Linked DNA regions of Ctenopharyngodon idella: region 2 is linked to region 1. Evidence: chromatin contacts called from public Hi-C data. All regions are on one chromosome and are shown on one strand. Each heading gives the region's core, a stretch centred on a gene start, on an enhancer-like site or on the middle of the called end of the contact. The rest is flanking DNA. Distances are from core to core; before and after follow the strand shown.

Region 1 (4,602 bases), core at 1,576-4,075:
AAGTACAATAACATTGGGGAAAATATATCATTATCATATCTAGATATGAAGACTTTAGAGGCAAAAGCCATCTGAAAATCTTTTAAAATTAGCATTTTTATCAAGCTCGTATGTTTATGTTCAGTAATTTCAATTTAATAGGTCATTTTCATTGCCATTAGCATGAAATAACTGAACATAAATATACGAGCTTGATAAAAATGCTCATTTTAGAAGAGATTTTCAGATGCCACTTGGAGGCTTTTGCATCTGAAATCTACATATGCTTTTTTGTAGTAGTAACAATGGTATTTTGTTTGTTTGCAAAAAAACATTTATATTTTTAATGGGTATCTTGCCAATGTATTAACTTTAAGGGGGTTGATGCAACTGCCCATATGAAAAAAAAAAAAAAAAAAAAAGTAAAAATGAAATATCAGTACCATATATTTGCGTGTTGGTTGTTAAAATATGAGAGATATGCTTCAAGTATCCCTGTATCTTAATCACTTGCTAGACTTTAGGCTAAGTAAGATGGCGATTGCCATAGCCAGCATTAACCCCACAGTGAACTCCTTCAACCTGCCCAGTTTCACATCCTCATAGTTCTCCTTCTCCTTCCTGAGAATCTCTTCTCTACGCTGCCGGAGCTGCTTCTCTCTCTGAAGCTGTTCTCCATAGTGTGATCTGATGAAGGTATCAAAGTCGAAGATCTTCTGCTGGGCGGATCCAACAGAGGGGGAGTGTCGGGCTCTGGTCTGCTGTCCTGATGCTGAACTCTCTTTGCTAGTGGGTTTGCTGGATCCCAGCAGGTCTGCTTGACTCAGGATCCCTCGATCGTATTTCCTCCTCAGAGCTTTATTACCCAGGACGTGGTAAGACTCACTGATCTGAGAGAACCTGAACGTGGCCTCCTCGCTCCCTGCGTTCTTGTCTGGGTGATATATGAAGGACTGCTTATAGTAAGCAGTCTTGATTTGTGCATGGGTGGCTGATGGAGACACTCCCAAAATGTCATAATATGCAGACTTTGATTTGTATAGTGGCTCAGCTGGACCGCCGTTATTCTGTGTGCCACTGTAAGCTCTAGTGAAAGACATAAACTGAGCATTTGCAAGTCTATAGAGAGTCTTTTTATGGAGTTTTCCATGTATTCCCCAACACAAGCTCTTCCAGGACGGCACGTGCACTGGAGATGCCTTAGACGTCAATCCACGGCAGTCATTCCATTTACTAATATTTCCAGAACGGCAGTCCAACGGCACTTTCAAGTTGTGTGCATCTCCATCAGCAGCCGTGAAGCGGGTAAAGAGTCTATTTACATTCCCTTTTGCAGTCTCCAGACCTGCCGGGCTCGTTTCACACAGTCCTTTAGCAGCTCTGACACGGCCATTAGGAATCTCACAGAGCTGTATTGAATTTGTTAAAGCTGCAACATAAGCTGCCTGTGAGACGGCTTTACAGTTTTTATCCAAAAGCGGGAGATTTTGTGGTTTTAAAAGCTTGTAAGCTTCTCTCCCGATACGCTGTGTGACCTCCGCCATTGCACAGATATCACCTAAACCAACCGTCATCTGTTTCCGTGAACAGCAAAGTGACCAATTAGAATCGCCCTTCTTTGCAGGTTGAGTAAACTTTGGCCAATGCCGTGCGAGAAGAAAATTTCCTTGTAAGAGATTGGTGCGGCGTTCAGGTTGTTGTTACGTAATGGTCTGTACATAGACTGTATATTCAGGTCATTGCTACAATTCAGTTTTAAAAATGAAACAGTTTTTGTTATTCATTCATGCATTTTTATTTATTTATTTATTTATTTAAGTACTAGGCTATAGGTCAAAGTATCAGGACATAAAGTGGACAGTAACTCAGTGGACAAACTATCAGTATAGCCTATAATTACTTTAAATCACTAAAATGTGTTTTTAGATAATGTAACCATAGACATTTAATTGTACTGAAAATACAGTTATTTCAGCTGCTCTGTGGACATGACAGAATGACTAGTCCAATAAATCAAAGTAATTTAAATGAGTAAAATTTAAATTAAGGGCCCAAATAAAATTTTATTCAGCATAAATGTTATTAAATGTATTGGTGGACACATAGGCTACATAATCACTTAATTTATCCTGGTAATGCACTGCTTCCTAAATTCCATTCATATTTATTTGTATAGCGATTTTCACAATACATATCGCTTCAAAGCAGCTTTACAGAAAATGCATGTGTTCACATTACAATTTAAAGTGATCTGTTATTACAGCTGACTGTGTCCAAGTAATGTATTTCAGAAATGTACATATACAAATCATGCAGTTAGTTAACATCATGTATTAATTTTAGGCAGAAACAATGAGCTCATTGAAGTAATTATTAAGTAATTATAAGTATTATATGTGAATAAAGGCCTAAATTAAATCTGTTCATCATATAAAGCGATCGAGTCTCTTCAGAAAATTTGGACTAAACTGCTGAATTCATATGGATTAGTTTTACAATCTCTTTATGAGCTTCAAAGTGGTAGCAGCTTTCTGGAGTGACAGAAAGCTCTCAAATTTCATCAAAAAGATCTTAATTTGTGTTCCAAAGATGAACGCAAGTCTTATGGGTTTGGAATGAGGTGAGGGTGAATAATTAATGACAGAATTTTTATTTTTGGGTGAACTATCCCTTTAAACTGGGATAATGTCTCTGAGCCCCGAACATCATCATGAAGGCTTCCAGAGTTTAGGAGCCAAATGCGAAACGCTCTCCCTCCTTTAGTGGACTTGAATAACCTAGGTACTACCAAAAGTCCAGAGTTTTGTGACCTTAAAGAGCGTGATGGATAAATACTAAAACTATATATATGTATATATATATATATATATATATATATATATATATATATATATAAACTAATTTCAACTCTGCCCTACATAAAAGTGATGACTGATTAACTACGTGTACACAAGTTACGCATGTCTGTAAATCTCTATTTATGTTTACGCCTGTAGCGGAGTACACAGCCAAAAACATTCCAACCGTGCTCTGTCACCTACGCAATTTGCGTACGTGCTTTACCGAACACACAAGCAGTCTCGCATCCACCTGATCGGCCTGTAGACCACACCTCTCGCGCGGGGTGTGCTGTGCTACCCTGCCGTCCTCCTATACACGGACCTGGACATCATAACAATCGCTGACAGTCTGCGTGTGGGCCTTAATCTAAACTATTATCAGCCCTGCTGTGGTGTGTGCATGCAGCATAATGGAGCAGGCGAAACAAACGGAGAACCGCCTCCGCTTTCCTTTAGCGCAGCAGCTCCGCTCCAAATGGCAACATCACGGGTGAGGAGGTTCGCGCAGGAGGGGCGGACAGTCCCTCCTCAGCCGAGAGTGATGGTGGTGTTTTCGGCTGCGAGTGACACTGATAAACAGGGAGATGCGATGTCGGGTGCGGACACCGGGGAAGAGGAGTATCGCAAACCAGCCATACCCGTCCCTAATCTTAATCTAGGGAAGACCCTTCGCACCTTAGACGCACCTGAGGAGGTAAGTCCCCGAGGTTTAAAGAGGATGTGCTATTATTATCATCACAGAGTAGTTTGTTGTGTGATTTATAGATCAAAGCAGTGTGATTTATAGATCCAGCTTTAAAATGTCTACGTTCATCTGCGTTTTTCCCCCAATGTGATTTTTTTTTTTTTCTCCAAAAATACTCTGGAGGAACTGTGTAGTTTTCCAGCGTTTTGCGCTTAATCATAACCGTTTCCATAGGCAACAGAAGTATTGAGCGTGTGTTCTTCCCTATTACTGCAATCTGATTGGTCCGTTATCCCATTGGGGCGGGTGTACATCGCCTTTGATTGGTTCACGTCACATGTCAATCAAATCATATCCGCTGGATTAAACTAATCGTGTTTTGCAGACTGCTGTTAAACCCAGAGTGACCTGTCAAGATGTGTAATATGATTAGTCCAACACCTTTGTTTATCATTGCCAACGGGTTTTAAGAAAATGTAAACATTTAATAGCATTCAACTTAGTGGATAATGTTTCAAAAGTTCAGAAAATGCTAAAGATATACGTCTCAGTCCTGGGGCAAAACGATTAACGTACTTTCATTAGTGTTATACACTATCTGTTTTTGAAAGGAATTTATTAAAACAAGTAAAGACATTTATAATCTTACACAAAATTTATATTTAAAATAAACTCTGTTCTTTTGAACTTTCTATTTATAAAAGAATCCTAAAAAAAAATTAGCACAGTTTTAATAAAAAATATTAAGCAGCACAACTGTTTTCAACATTGATAATAATGTTTCTTGAGATCATGTGGCACTGAAGATTGGAGAAATGTCTTCTGAAAATTCAGCTTTGCCATCACAGGAATAAGTTACATTCTAAAAGTTATTAAAATAAAAATAATTTTAAATTGTAATACTATTGCACATTATTTTAGCTGTATTTAATCCAGCCTTGACGACCATAGGAGACTTCTTTCAAAAATATTAAAACCTTCTTACCCAAATTTGAGATCTTGTGTACATTCAGACTAATATAAAAGGATATTTCTGTTTCTTCTCTCTCCCCACAGTTTCCTGAGGTCATCCCCCTAAATGTAGGAGGAACATATTTC
Region 2 (4,602 bases), core at 791-3,290, 140 kb before region 1:
TAATGGAATTGCATTTATTTAATTTTTGTTTATACTTTTTCTTGAGCATTGTTTATATTTAAATTGTAGTGATGCTATTGGTTGTAGTTTGTTTGCCTGCAGATGGAGCAGTTTACCCAGTTGTATGAAGACTCTGTGTAAGTTTCTTAAGATGATATTCCCCCACTACAAAATATATTACCTGTACAACTATAATTAGATCCTCATGGACGTATTTACACAGAAAAATTATAATATACAAGCAATTTATATTTCAAATGTCATATATTACATGTAATTTACAGTAAAAATTAATTTCTTTTTATGACTAGACTTCAGACACCTGTCTATTGATCATCACATACACGTATGCATGTGATAACAGTCACACACATCCCCAGAACAATGCCCTCCTCACTTCTCTGCTTGTCTCTTCATTATGTTCACTTGCCATGTCTTTGCATCTCCATAATTAAAATCTAATCCTGCATGCCGACTTTTTAAACGAGGACTAGCCTCAAGAGGAGGCTTATTTGATTAAAAAAGGGGAAGGGTAGAGGAGGGAGTCCTCCACAGCTCGGCAGGCAGGAGAGACAGCTCTTAATTGTGCTCCCATGAGGTGTGCGCACGCCTGGGCGGAGAGAGAGGGGGGCTGGGTGCTCAGAGGCTCCAGTGGGCCTGAAAAAACAAACCGCCAGTGGGACCGGCTCTCCTGCGTGGCTCCCCTGGTGTCTCAGAGAAGGGAACCGAGGGGAGGAGCACTTATGAGGAGCCACGGGACTCTACGAGCTTCCAATTCTCCCTCCGCCCTGCAGGGTCTGATCTGAAACTCCCCCCTCTCTCTTTAAGTGTCTGTGTGTGGTGGTGAGGGTGAGAATCAGGGCAGCTCTACAGATGAACGTAACTAATAGGAATGTAACTCTGGAATCCGGCTGTATGAATTAAGGTTAATTGCTCATTGTTCATTTAAGGGTTAAACCTTGGCACTTGACTTTCTTCCATAGCTCCTGGCTTATTTATTGTTTTACATACATATTCGTTTTCTTTTGCATGGTAGGCTACTATAAAAATATATTTTGTACAATAGTAATGAGCACTTCTTCATTCTTATTTAATTACTGTTTTACTAATTACACTGATGGTTTGAACTGTATTTTATAGGTTCTGAACTTGTACTCTGCACAATGACAATAAAATTGAATCTAATCTACAAAATTAAAAAGAGCAAAATGAAAGTAGTTAAAGTGAAAAACTGTATTAAAAAGATTGTGAAAGTAGGTAGAAATTAGCAACATTTTTGCAACAACTTAAATGGATGAAAAAAAAAATGTTTCTATGCATTATTTTCACTGTTTTGGACAGTGTATTAAATACCTTTTACAGTAAAAGAGCAAAAGATCACATAATATGAACTGCACATATACCATATATTAAAAATAATATTAAATTCTCATAATTATATATATATATATATATATATATATATATATATATATATATATATATATATATAGTAATAATAAATAATAAATATTGATGTTAGATAAATAATGTATTTATCTAATGTGGGTAATCACTTTCCAGGAATTAGCTACATAGTGATTGGTTGTCATTAATCACACGCACGCACGCACGCGCACACACACATACAGGCTTATTTATATGTGTGTGTGTGTGTGTGTGTGTGTTTCTAACTGTTTATTATGTAAAAAAAAATATTTATTATTATAATTATCATTGTTTAAACACTTAATTACTTTCCAGGAATCGTTGGCTAAATAGTGATTTATATATCACCACTAATAATAATGATAATAATAATATACTTAATAAATAATGTATTTATGTAATCAGCGTAATCAGTTTCCAGGAATTAACCCGGCTAAATAGCGATTGGTTATCATCACTAATTGTAACAATTAATACGATTACTTTGGATCATCAACATGTACCATGAACAATGAGTTGAGACGATACTATATACACCCGATAGAGGGCGCTACTGTCCAAGTTCAAGTTCAAAAGCAGTATTTACAATTCATCAGGAATCGACCGGACAAGGGTTCATGATATAACATCAAACCATCTAATGCCTCCATCTTAAACACCGTCCATTACCATTTAAAAATGCATATTGGGTTATGCAGTAAGCCTATTTATATGGAGAAGAGTTGGGTTGTGTTTCTTTTTATTTAAGCTATCGATCGCCGTATCCACATTCTTCACGCAAGAATGCCCATAAAATCAATATAATGGATGTATTGGTTTTAGAGTACAAACAGAGGGTAAGTGGACATATAGACACCAAACAGCAAAAACATTATAAGACAATAGCGCACACACAAGAACATCTGATATATTTTCAATAGGATTAAAGATAAAAACCAAATCAAAAATCAATATATCAGGTGTGCGAATACAAAAACAGGCCAGCAGATTCTTCATCTGACCATGAGAAGCATTAAAACACAGAAGCTACGCGTTGCGCTCGCGTTGCTCGCATCGCGTCAGGTCTGATCAGTGTCTCGCATTATCTATCTATAGTAATAAAAAATCAATAACCGTATAAACTCGCTTCTTATAACGGATAAAACGCATCCAGCAACCCCCTCCCGCTCCTGCGCCACGGGGAGCTCGATTGAACACGGAAACTCCATCCCGCGTTTTCTGCCTTTTATTTAGGACGGTCTCAATAATTGTTTTCAGTAGCCCTATTCAATATCGCAGGTTGGCGTTCGTTCGATAACTCCATTCCGCGCGCGCCCGCGCCGTTCGATCTGCTCCGCTCCGTGTTTTGCGCGCGCTCCCCCGCCTCTCTCTCTCTCTCGCGCTGAACTCCAGCCCCTCTCGCGCTCTCTCTATCAGCCTTTCATTCCGTCTCAATATGTCTCAAGATGGCGGCCAATGCGGGATCGATGTTTCAATATTGGAAACGCTTTGATTTGCAGCAGCTCCAGGTCAGCTCCCTTTCGCTTTGTACTCGCTGTGTGTGCCGGTAAGCCGGTCCCGGGGAGCGTCGCGCTGAGAGGCTGGCGCGTCGCTCTCGCTTCGGCTCTTTCGCCGGGTTCGGTGCCCATTGATTAAAGCGGCTCTCTCGCGCTGATCGGAAATTGATCCTCTTTGTTCAATTCCCATCGATCAACCATCACGGTCAAGGTGGATGCGGCCACTTTGGCAATGGGAGCCCGAAGGTTTCCCGATTCTTTCCTGCTCCTTTCCATCTCCGGGATGTTTTGGGAATAGTTTGTGTTGAAGAGATTTAGATAGTATGTTTGTTGAAATAATTTTGTGTTTAGAAGTGTGTCGCGCTACACGGGTGGCGCTGTGCTGGACCGAGACGTTATTGCTTAGTAACGAGAGAGGTGTTAGACTGCCTTCCTTTTTAGATTTCACCTCATTTATTGTTTACTAGCACTTTTTGTGTGACTCTAGAAGTTTATAAAGTTAGCAAACTCAAAGTTCAGCTTCAGTAGTTAAGTTTAAAGCGAAGACGGAATTGGCTGTTAAGCTGCGCCAGACAGGAACAATTAAACACAAAACAATAAACAAACACGAACAGATGAACGTTTTTGTTAAATATAGATGTGAGACATTAGAAAAGACGGTTTGTTTCGTTATTCAGTTACAGAGTCCGGCTAAATAGTTCATCAAAACAAATTAATGCAATGTCTTTTTTCTTCTTCACATATAACTTGTGTTTTTCTGTCGTTATACGTAAATATGGATCAAAAAATGAGCTTTTTAACGCTGGTGGAACGTAAATATTCTGTTTGCTCTGCATTTCTTTTGCTATAACATTGTTATTGTTTTTAAAATTGATTAGTTGTCAAAGTCAGAACTCTTTCGTTATTTGTAATGTTCGTGTTGTAGGAGTATGAAGCGCATTTGTCGCGTTTGGTTAGGCATAAACAATAGACCCATGATTATATCAATTATTGATTAAGAGTTTATGTATTTATGAACTGAGGTCGCAAAGCTTAGCTTGAAGAAATCGCTGACCTATTTTCCGATCGAACTTTATATTTCCTCTTACCAGTAACCATTAATACATCTCCATAAGCATCACGAGTCATTTAAAAAATCGATAACGTATCATGTAAAAATCGATATAACTCAATAGTAACAAGTAAATAAACGAGCTTTTTGGATCGACTAGATTTTCTGCGTTATAAATTTACAAGGGTTTGCTAATTATAAATAAATAAATTGCATGCAATTTTTTTTTGTTGTCAAATATGCTAGCAAAACTAATTTAAAGCAGAATGCAGAATACTTGTGCATGTGTTGCTCTATGTTCCGGGATGCTATTCAGCTTTTGTGTAACATTAATCTGTAATAGTCAAACATTGCTGGACCCGTTGCATGTCAGATGTTTTGCTGTTTGATTATGTTGTGTTCTTGGAAAATCACTTATTTAATTAGGGTACAGACATAAAGTGTTGAACATAAAGGGACCACACACACAGCTAGGCATATTCTGATGTGGTGACTCTAAATTTTCAGTGCTCTCCCTCCCTTCTTCCTCCCCTCCCTCCCTCCTTCTCTCTCTCTCTCTCTCTCTCTCTTTCTATCTGTCTCCCAGGCTGATAAGAACTGGCATCAGCGAGTTCAGGCTTTGATGAT

Evidence for each region. A called contact is a pair of places that touch in the nucleus more often than the background predicts.
Region 2: a contact with region 1 is called in a Hi-C map of muscle, with 3 times the contacts expected there. The contact joins the promoter of cux1a here to the promoter of LOC127520092 in region 1. A contact is called at or near these places in 2 of 2 Hi-C or Micro-C datasets (both in muscle).

The regions. Positions count from the first base shown.
Region 1 is chr10:39,913,933-39,918,534 of HZGC01, reverse strand. It overlaps LOC127520092, which reads right to left and starts at 2,825. Exons shown (of 1, transcript XM_051907888.1): 1 at 1-2,825. The coding sequence starts at 1,553. The coding sequence ends at 486. kctd7 (potassium channel tetramerization domain containing 7) reads left to right here and starts at 3,080. Exons shown (of 4, transcript XM_051907889.1): 1 at 3,080-3,513; 2 at 4,561-4,602. The coding sequence starts at 3,220.
Region 2 is chr10:40,048,203-40,052,804 of HZGC01, reverse strand. cux1a (cut-like homeobox 1a) reads left to right here and starts at 2,040. Exons shown (of 26, transcript XM_051907852.1): 1 at 2,040-2,264. The coding sequence starts at 2,232.